Regions from separate parts of the Sus scrofa genome. Here regions 1 and 3 are each linked to region 2. Evidence: chromatin contacts called from public HiChIP or PLAC-seq and promoter capture Hi-C data. All regions are on one chromosome and are shown on one strand. Each heading gives the region's core, a stretch centred on a gene start, on an enhancer-like site or on the middle of the called end of the contact. The rest is flanking DNA. Distances are from core to core; before and after follow the strand shown.

The links. Promoter capture Hi-C pulls out the DNA fragments that hold promoters and counts their contacts. HiChIP or PLAC-seq counts read pairs in DNA pulled down with a chosen protein or histone mark.
Region 1: a contact with region 2 is called in a promoter capture Hi-C map of liver, with 4 times the contacts expected there. The contact joins the enhancer-like site here to the promoter of KMT2C in region 2. A contact is called at or near these places in 1 of 5 promoter capture datasets (liver), 8 of 47 Hi-C or Micro-C datasets (embryonic fibroblasts, fetal skeletal muscle, liver and 4 more) and 2 of 2 datasets of contacts at active chromatin or transcription factors (alveolar macrophages and skeletal muscle).
Region 3: a contact with region 2 is called in an H3K27ac HiChIP or PLAC-seq map of alveolar macrophages. The contact joins the enhancer-like site here to the promoter of KMT2C in region 2. A contact is called at or near these places in 2 of 5 promoter capture datasets (fetal skeletal muscle and liver), 14 of 47 Hi-C or Micro-C datasets (alveolar macrophages, brain, embryonic fibroblasts and 7 more) and 2 of 2 datasets of contacts at active chromatin or transcription factors (alveolar macrophages and skeletal muscle).

What each region holds. Positions count from the first base shown.
Region 1 is chr18:5,094,247-5,097,799 of Sscrofa11.1, reverse strand. KMT2C (histone-lysine N-methyltransferase 2C) reads right to left here. Exons shown (of 62, transcript XM_021079123.1): 4 at 39-177. Among named protein-coding and RNA genes, the nearest start is that of KMT2C, 100 kb to the right of the region's middle. Within about 2 kb of position 1,814, at least 4 of the 83 cell types and tissues checked have an H3K27ac peak or open chromatin away from gene starts, as enhancers often do. A contact at or near this core is called in liver and omental adipose tissue, where this site is marked.
Region 2 is chr18:4,991,358-4,994,677 of Sscrofa11.1, reverse strand. It overlaps KMT2C (histone-lysine N-methyltransferase 2C), which reads right to left and starts at 1,465. Exons shown (of 62, transcript XM_021079123.1): 1 at 1,431-1,465; 2 at 346-507. The coding sequence starts at 506.
Region 3 is chr18:5,111,557-5,115,053 of Sscrofa11.1, reverse strand. All of the region lies in intron 7 of KMT2C (histone-lysine N-methyltransferase 2C), which reads right to left. Among named protein-coding and RNA genes, the nearest start is that of KMT2C, 120 kb to the right of the region's middle. Within about 2 kb of position 1,308, at least 9 of the 83 cell types and tissues checked have an H3K27ac peak or open chromatin away from gene starts, as enhancers often do. A contact at or near this core is called in alveolar macrophages, where this site is marked.

The DNA of each region.
Region 1 (3,553 bases), core at 565-3,064, 100 kb before region 2:
GTCACCAGTCTCCAAACCACCTGCATTCATTCTCTAACCTGATTTTGGCTTCGACACCAACAGAGACCAGGGAGCTTGCAGATTCCTCAGACACAGAGCGCTGAAGGGCTGGGACCAGCTGTTTGCTGTTGTCCACTTCTGCTTCAGCATCCTCTTCTGCTGATTGTTCTTTGATTTCTGCTTAATAGTAAACAAGAGAATATAAAAAGTCATTATGTATTTATACCAATCTTTAGTCTATTTATCTATAAAGTACACATCATAAAGGAAAAAGAATGTAAACAAATAACCATAAACACAAGAGGGAGTTCCCGTTGTGGCGCAATGGAAACAAACCTGACTAGTATCCACGAGGTCACAGTTTAGTCCCCTGGCCTCGCTCAGTGGGTTAAGGATCTGGCGTTGCTGTGAGCTGTGGTGTAAGTCACAAATGTGGCTCGGATCCTGTGTTGCTGTGGCTGTGGTGTAGGCTGGCAGCTACAGCACCGATTCAACCCCTAGCCTGGAAACTTCCATATGCTGCAGGTACAGCCCTAAAAAAGAAACACAAGAAAAGCTTTTATATATAAACGCAGGATCCGAGCCTCATCTGCTACCTACACCACAGCTCACAGCAATGCCAGAACCTTAACCCAATGAGCAGGGCCAGGGATCGAATCTGCATCCTCATGGCTATTAGTCGGGTTCATTAACCACTGAGCCATGACGGGAACTCACAGAGACGTTTCAATCTTAGTAATAACCATTAAGAACCTTATTTTCAGGATTATAGCAGTTCACCTATAGAACAGATATACTTTAATGTGACTTGTAAAAAAGTTTCTTCATAATTTATAAATTGAAAGTATCATCTTTTTTTCTTTTTTGGCAGCCGTGCGGCATATGGAGTTCCTGGGGCCCTGGATCAAACCCGAGTCAATCCAATCCCGAGCTGTGACCTCCTCCACAGCTGTGGCAACTGGATCTTTAACCTACTACACCAGGCCAAGGACTGAACCCGAGTCCCTGCCGCTGCAGAGACTGTCAATCCCGCTGTGCCACAGCGGGAACTCCTGTAATATCAGCCACTCTAAAAGCTAAATGATCCTGACTCCACTGCCTTTTTCAGTTATCCTCAAGACTCCAACCCCACACAACACCTCACACATGCCTGCTTAGGAGGCAGTCTAGATGCCGAGAGGCCCTTCAAACACTACCACCTCTGGCTAGTACCTTTCTTCTCCAGGATCCTGCTTTTCTACCTGGGAGTTTACTTAGACCTCCCTGGACTCATATCCCCAAACAAACAAACAAACAAAAAGGCAAGCAGCTTAAAGTCCTTCATGCTCCTCCAGGCTTTCTCTCCTTCCTTTTCACCACCAAACTTCCTGCAATGGGACCGGGGCGGGGGGCAAACCCGACACCTTCTTCCGCAGATAAGCCCTCCCGTACGGCATCCATCCTCTCCCCCGCAGCACTGTTCTCTCGACCCCCACTGGTGGCCAAAGAACCATCCAGGGGCCCCTCACTAAGCTTCCTCAATGAAATGCTCCCCACCCCTTAAGCGCAGTCCTGGATCACCACGGGCTCTGAGTCCTTCGGACCTGCTCTCAAGGACCACCTCCACCCACTACCAACCACAGACAACGTGACGTAGAAGTCTTCTCTCTCAGGCTAATTCACTTCTCTGTAAAGTTAGAAAGCTACTACATCTCATGAGGTTAACAAAGATTAAATGGTCTCACATCTGTCCCTTCAGCTGTCTTCCTTAGGCCTCTAAATGGGAGTGCAGCCTCTGTACGGCCTTTCTGTGCTCATCCAGGAAGCACTTAATTATTACCCAGAGTTCAACAACCTCCTCTGGTCTCACTGATCTTTACGGCAACATCTCTGGCCCTAACGTCCTCCTGACCCCCAGACCACACTTTCGCTGCATGCAAGGCCCATCCAGCAGCCTGAACACTTACTTTGGCGGCAAATGTGACCTCTCACCTCTCAGATGGACATTTCAATGACTCCCTTATTTTTACAACTATCAAAGTCTTCTAGATTCAAAATGAATTTTACAGAACTAGTTTGACAAATGAATAGTTTTGAGAACTATTAATTTTTTAGTTAGAAATAACTAGAAATAACTGTAAATCCCATCAGATCATAAAATTAATGATGAAATGAGGCATCCAACAGATGGATTTGGTTTTCCTATTTAAAATAATGTTTCTGTTTTAAATTGAAATAGAAAAGTTGACCATAAATTAAGTGCTTGTGGGGCCTATTAATCATGGTGTCTGTCCTGTCTACCCCAGCCACAAAATTGATATAGAGTACCCAGAATCAAATCTACAAAAAAACATATTTATAACAAAGATGGATTATAAAAAGGCCTGCAAATTTGACTACATAAAATATTAAATTTCTACATGACAAAGGACCCCATGGACAAAATTTAAAAATACATCACAGATGGAAAGAAAATACATGTGTTTTGTGCCCTCAAAAAGGTATTCAACTCCAGAATATGTAAAGAACTCCACAGATGAACAAGGCACACAGAAAAATGGACAAAGGACAAAAATGTGCCCTCTCTTTCTTGTGTTATTCATGCCTTAGTAGGGCACATAGCTGCTCAGCTGTAGACTTTATTTGCAACCCCTTTTGCAGCTAGAGCAGGTTAAGTTCTCACCAACAGAATACAACCCGAAGTAACCATGAACTTCTACATCACCAAAGAGGAAGGCACTTGCTCCAGACTAAATCATGTCTCCTCTTTCCTAGAGACTGGACCAGGAACATGTCAGCAACCCAGCTGCAATGCTGCAGACAAGAACAGCACCCCAGGGGAGGGCAGAGAAACAGGCTGGAAGGAACGTGGGTCCATCAACAACCACAGGGAGCAAAACCACCCCATCAGCCTAGATGTCCCACTCAGAAACATTACATGAAAGCAAAATGAAGGTTTTATTTAAGCCACTGCTACATCTGAGGGTCTCTGCACAGCAGTTTAACCCATGCTTGAGTTAACACAGAAAACTGTTATCAAGTGTGGGGAACTACCGTTAACAAAAACGTAAAGCAGGTGGGCTGGTGAGCAGGTGATGAGAACAGCGAGAGCAGTGGCTCACCTGTTATGCTGCATCAAACTCTTTGGTAGGATCATGACCCACGATAACCTGCAAGCAGGCTGCGTGCCTCCGGAGCTCTAGGGCAAGTATCTGGAGACAGCCAGAGATTATTCTGCGCAGCCTGCCCTCTGGTGCCTTTACCAACAAAGACAGGAAGGAATGCAATAGTGCTTGAGAGGTTCTCGCTGCCTATAACAAAGTGCTACAAAATGACCATACAGAAAAATACCTTTAAAGAGGTGTTTCATTTCTGCCCAGAAATGCACCGAGCGCATGTGGGATATGCTCATTTTGTACCATTTCTACCACCAGGTTACAAGCACGGGTACGAGTCAAGAGAAGAGACGGGAACCATTAAAGAGGAGTAAGAAGAACGCCTCAGAAGCTTGTAGACAATGAGGCAAATGGACAAGAGTCCTGTTACTCTGCCGTAGGAACACACTTCTGCTAAG
Region 2 (3,320 bases), core at 216-2,715:
GGCGAGCCCAAGAGGAATCTGCCAGAAACGTCGCCAAAACCAGAAGCTCCGAGAAAACACGGCGCGAGGGCCAAACTAAAAAGTAAAGTGTGACGGCGGCGCGAGCCGTCGGAGCCCGGCCGGGCGGAAGGAGGTGCGGGGCGGCCGCGGGAGGCCGGGCGCGGGGCGCGGGGCGCGGGGCGGGCGGGCGCCCCGGGCCGGAGCCGCGCGGCTGGCGCGGGCCCCACCCCCACCCCGCGGGGGCGGCCGGGGGCGCGCGGGGGCGGCGGGGCCGGGCGCGCCGGTGACAGCTCCGGGCCGGCGCCGCGGCTGGCTCCCGGCCTGGCTCCCTCACACTCAACTTACTTCTTTCTGGCTCTCTGGAAAGGGGAAGCGCCATCTTTGCGAGGCCGGCCCCGAGGTCTTTTGTCTGCGGCTGCGGGGCTCGGGGCCGGGGCTCCGGGCTCCTCGGGGGGTGGTGGCGGCGGCTGCGGCTGCTCCGCGCTCTTGTCCTCCTCCGACGACATCCTAGTCACCAGGAAAGACACATGGATCCCGGTCCTCCTCCTGGGGGGCTCCTCCCGCCGCCGCCGCCGCCGCCGCCGCGGCCGCCGCCGCCGCTGCTGCTCGGGTTCCTCCTCCCCGGCTCAGCCTCTCGCATTTCCCGCAGCCCCGGGAGCAGCAGCAGCAGGTACCGGGAGAGGCGGCAACATGGAGCGAGCAGGACACGCACTCACACACATACGCGCGGGCGCGCGCACCTCGGCGCGCAGGGGCCGGGCGGGGGGCGGCGGGCGGGGCGGGCGGGAGGGAGGGGCCGGGCCGGGCCGGGCCGGGGCGGGGAGGTGCGGGCGGGGCGGGCGGGCGCCGGGCGGTGCGGGTGCGGGCGCGGGTGCGGGCGCGGGCGCGGGGCGGGCGGCGCCGGGCGGGGCGGGGCGGGGCTACTGCGGGGCACGGGGGGGGGGTGCCGGCCCCGGGGTCTCCGCCCGCGCCCCTCCCCCAGGCCGCCCGCCGCGGGGAGGAGAGAGGGGCCGCGGCGCGGGGAGCGGCGGGCCCGCGGGGCTGGCTGGCGGGCGGGCGGGGGTCGCGCCCCCCGCCGGCTGCCCCTCCCCCGCGCGAGCCGCGTCTGGCCGGGCGGCGGCGGCGAAGTTTTGACAGCTGCTCCAGTTGTTGTGGGTTCCGGGCTGCGCGAGCGCCGGCCCCTCAGCGCCCGCGCCCGCCCTCCTGGGCAGGGGAGGAGGAAGTTTTGCGGGTGTGCGTGTACCACACACAGACACACACACGACCGTGGCCGTCGCGCGAGGGCCGCGCCGGGTCTCCCCCGGGCGCCCCGCACCACAGACCTCTCAAACTCGCCGCCGTCTCGCCCACACACGGCCGCCGCGACGCCCCCGCCCCCTCCCCCACTCCGCTGGCCCCACCGCCCCCCGCGCGCCACCGCTGCCACTCACGGGGCTCGCTCCGCGCATGCGCCGCCCGCGGACGCGCCGCGCCGCTGACCTCACCGCCCCTCCCCCGCCCCCGCTCCCTCCTCCTCTGACGCGGCGGTCGGGCGGCGCGGCAGCTCCGGCTCCGGCTCCGGAGAGCGCCAAGCTGCGGATAGGATAATCCGGGATCGGGGTCGGGGAACTCCGCGGAGGGAGAGCGAGGATGAGGAGGGCCGCGTCCCCGCTGCGAAGGCGCTCGGCCTCCCTGGACGTGCAGGGGAGCGCAGGGCAGGTCCGGCGCCACGCGCGGCCGGACCTGGGCTCCCCTGGGCGCCTCCCCTCCCCTCCCCCCCCCCGCCTCCCCCTCCCCCCTCCCCCCGCCCCCGGCGGGGCGCGTAGACCGGCCCAGAGGGACTCCGCCGGGCGCACGTTCAGCGTTCTTTCGTTTTAATGCGCGTCTATGGAGAAAAATGGAGTGCAACTTCGTTCTAATCCAATTCCGAGGGTAGTTTCGTTATCACAGCGTCCTTTTTTTAATGATCCAGAAAGGGTTTATAAAGCTGTTAGACAAAAAGGACGATGACATTTTGAGGAAGAAAATGCTGAAAGTCATAATAAACCGATAAAATCCCAACGCGGTTTCTTAACGTTCCGTGTGTTGTGATGAAGCGACAAAAGTCGAAGTTCTTGTAAGCCACCTCGAGTAACACATTGAGAACGGTAAAAGGGAAATGGGGCTCGAATGAGAAAATCGGCAATGTGCGCTTAGGAAGGAGAGTTCAAAGGCGGGAGTCTGGGTTTCTTATTCTCACCGGGATTAACACTTGGGCTCTGGGCTCGTCTCCTCTCCACTCACTAGGGGACTTTGAATTGGGAGAAAGACCTATCAACCATTTCAAAAGGATTGGCGTAAACTATCATTTTTTGCTCTAGGCCGGACACACTAGGCACTTTCTGATTATGGTTTTTTCAATCTTCACAACAGTTTCAGTATAAGGTAAAAATAATAAGCTGATTTTCCCTGCTACGTTATTTGCCTTCCCTTCCTCCCAATAGCCAGAAGTGTAAACTTTGAATCCTGTTTCTTCTTTGGGCAAAGACACAGTTTGATTTCCAGAGCCTATTCTGACTAAAACCATAGTTTTCTGAAATGGCTGAAATGAGAACTACAATAACATAGTCATTTGAATTCCTTCAGTTTAATTCCTGCTGCCTTTTTCAAGTTATTAATTTAAAATTTGAGGTTGGGGAGAAGCTGGCTTGGCAAATGCAAACTATAAATTAAAAGTGTCTATTGTACATAGAAATAGAACATCTACATAACTAATCATAAACTTATAAAGTGATCGTTTATGACCCTTTTTATTTTTCTGTACCTTGCGCTAAAGTATCCTTTCAAAAACTGAATTATTGATCCAAATGATTATCTGCGTTCAGTACTGAAAGTCTGAACTAGTCATCCCCAACTGTACGTTTCGTATGCACAAAATTCCACATCAGGACAATTTACTTGAGCATTTGGGAGGACTTAAGGATCCGATCATGCAAACTGCAAGTCACTCCTGCTGGAAACACGTTTTAAAAGGAAACAACTAGGGATTGGGAACATAAAAGTGGGAGGACTGAATGAAAGGGTAGAAGTAGAGGTTTGGGGAGTTCTCTTGTGGCACAGCGGGTTAAGGATCTGGGGTTGTCACTGCAGTGACTCGGGTTTGATCCTTGAACCAGGAATTTTCAAATGCCACAGGTATGGCCAAAAAAAAAAAAAAAAAAGAGGTTTGTGCAGTGGTGCTCCTGGAAAAATAAAAGATGATGAAGAGTAAGCCCAGCATTAAATCTCCATTCCTTTGGCCACAGTGAGCAGACAAGTAGTGGGGAGCTGTGTTTTTAAAATGATTGATAAGAGGCTCATAA
Region 3 (3,497 bases), core at 59-2,558, 120 kb before region 2:
TGAAGGGAATATACTTTGATAATTATTTGGTTTTCACTGTGAAGCACGAGGATTATATATAAAAACAACAACACAGTATTCCTAAGAAAGGTACGTGGAGATCATCTTACATAAAGATACAAACCACATCTTAAGTGACCTTATAAAACTACTTTCAGTTGGAGTTCCCTTCGTGGCACAGTGGAAACAAATCCCACCAGGAACCATGAGGTTGCGGGTTCAATCCCTGGCCTCCCTCAGTGGGTTATGAATCTGGCATTGCCATGAGCTGTGGTGTAGGTCGCAGATGCAGCTCAGATCTGGTGTGGCTGTGGCTGTGGTGTAGGCTGGCCGCTGTAGCTCCAGTTAGACCCCTAGCCTGGGAACCTCCATATGCCGTGGGTGTGGCCCTTAAAAAGCACCCAAATAACCCACAAAACTACTTCTCGTTGGTTAGAGGACAGGTGTGGAGAGAGACTTTGGCTGTACATTGTTAATCTTTTTAAACAGAAATTACTCTGACATTCCATCGCTTATCTATATGCCTGATGTGTACTCCAACCTTATCATAGAAAAGCTATTTTCTTCTCTTTTTCAGTCAATGAAAAGAACCCAAAATATTTAAAAAAAAAAACACACAACTCTCTTGCAGAACTAAGTTGGCTTTTACACAAAAACAAGTGGCGCGAGAGCAGAATATTACCACAGAACTGAACAATGGGGTTGCAGCCTGGGATGAGGGAGAAGGAAACACAAGAAATTAACCATCCGAAGTGGCAGACACTGTAAGTAATGTTTTCATGTTTCACTTTTAAAGTAAGACTGAACATTTCATTCAGAACGAGTTAAAAGAACAGAAATATATATGGGAAGTTTTAGAGGTTATTTCTTTGGGGGGCAATGAGCAAAGTGCCAGAAAGAGGAGCTTTAGGTAAATAAATGATCAAACATTTGTAAATTCACGATTTAAGTATTCTCTTGGTAACAGTCAAATTACCCAGATTTCCAAGGGGTTGGCAGCACCCCCAAAGGCGCAAGAGAGAAACACTGTTACCTTTCCTGAAACACAGGTTCACCCTGAGTGTACTCTTCAATCTACCAAAAGACAAACTCCCCCTGGAAAAACTGAGAAACAACCCGAGGGAAAGCCCAGAAAAACGGAACGGCTTGATAACGACTGGCACTTAACCCCTGCGGAAATACAGTACATGTTCTGGTTTCTGAATGGGAGGAACAGGACGGTCGACCTCAGCGGTGCTGGCCCTGAGCGGCGGACAGTCCCGAGCAGCGCGTGTCCAGGAGCGGCCACTAGGTGCCAGCAGCGCACTCCTGTCCACTGGAGCCCAAGCATTCCGTACTGCCCTCTACTGGGACGGTCCATTCACAGAAACGACTCCAGTGTGTGCCAGGCAGTTTGTCAGGCACCAGAGGTCAAATCACAAGCCAACATAGACAGGATCCATGCCCTCACGAGGCCTATAGCCCTGGCTGGGAGACCCATAATAATGAATACAGAAACAACGCAAGTGCCATAAAGGAGAGATACGTATCCAATAAAATAATAATGTATACTAAGGACACATGCTCAAATGTGTACATAAAGAGGTAAACAACCCAAAAGTTGAGGGAATATGGAGATCCCTCCCCTTGCTGCCGCCAGGCTTTATTATCTTGTTCTTTTCCATCTTGTTAGAATGAACAGTCCTATTCCAGCTTCAATTTATTTCAGTATCTGTCACAGCTTTTTGTAAAAAAAAAAAAAAAAAAAAAAAAATCATTCGCACAAAATAAGATCTAAACAGAAGCACATATTTCTACAACCATTTTTCAATCCCAACCAAAAGTATCAAAAATTTAGCCAGTAGACTGTCACCTGCCATAGTCAAAAGTATTAATTTTCAATAAATGAGTTTAAAACAAAGAACTCTCAGAATATTTTAGACAGATCAGGAAATGCTAAGATTTACGGCAACAAATGTGAAAATATTTTTGTTGTTTGTTTCTTTACAAACTTTCATTGCTTCTGGCAATAAAATATAATATAAATAGTTCCAAACAACTATTTTCAAAATGTTCAACCCCCAGCACGTTTCCTTGAAAAGTCTTTTACACCATCATTGTTTATCTTGAATGTCCCCTTTATCTTGAAGATGAAATGTTTATTTTCTTTGAAAAGAGAGGTGGGATATATCCTAATACATTCGGCCACGTGTCCTCCTAACAAAGCCAAGAGCGTTCTGACATCTGTCCTTTGGGAAAACAAAAGCCTGTTCTAAGTCCTCAGCACTTTTACAAACGCTGCCCCTGGGGAACCTCTGGAAATAGCCAAGATCTTCCCCGTCACACTACTCTACCCCCAGCACGTGAGGAGAACTCTAAAGATTCACCCGACTCCAGAGGGGGTTTTGGACAATTATAAATTCATAAACTTGGATCGAAGCTGACCACACCGGTGACCTCCCTTCACACTGGCACTGACTCGTGACTTCTTTCTCCTAACTATGAACGACTCCATGGATGACCTTCAGGGCCACTCAGTTAGGCTACACATTTATTGGGGAATGATCAAAAGAGAAAACGACCCCATTCAGAATGGCACTACTATCTGGAAAGAAGACAGAGACGGGCAGAGAAGTGATGGGGCTTGACCTACACCACGCGTGTATTTACCTATTGATTTATCAGTGTGGATCATTCCACAGATAGTAACGCAATACTATCACTCTTTTTTTGGTTATTGCTCAAACTGGGCAACTCTTAGGAGCTCCTTCAGGCTGGCTTCTGTGCTTTCTTGTTCAACTACATGCCTGATTTCAGAACTGCCTCACTTTCTTGCATTTCCCTGCACCATGAACCACTTTTCACAGAGCCCTGGTCTCTTCTATTGGAGAACATGGGTGAGAAACCAAGATCTGAGCACTGGGTGTGCTCACGGCTACTAGAGGTCACGGCTTCCAAGGGGACAGAGCTAGGAGATAAACACATGCATACCTGTACACATACCTATACGTCTGTATCTGCCCATATAAATATTAACAACCCTGAGTTCATATTGCTACTCCTATTTCACTCCAACACCACAAAATTCATTTTTGCCTTTCCTTATTTGCAGCTCCTTTCTCTAGCCTTAAAAACCTACTTCTGGGAGTTCCCATTGTGTCTCAGTGGTTAACAAACCCGACTGGCATCCATGAGGATGTGGGTTCGATCCCTGGCCCCACTCAGTGGGTTAAAGATCTGGTGTTGCTGTGAGCTGTAGTGTAGCTCGCAGATGAGGCTGGATCTCGTGTTGCTGTGGCTGTGGTGTAGGCCGGCAGCAGCAGATGCAATTGACTCCTAGTCTGGGAACCTCCATGTGCCGCATATGTAGCCCTAAAAAGACAAAAGACCAAAAAAGTAAAATACCATAAGATAAAATACACAAAGCCTACTTTTCACTGTCTACCATACACTTTCTTGTTCAACTACATGCCTGTTTTCAGAACGGCTAAGCGTCCCTGTGAGAAATACATTTACTT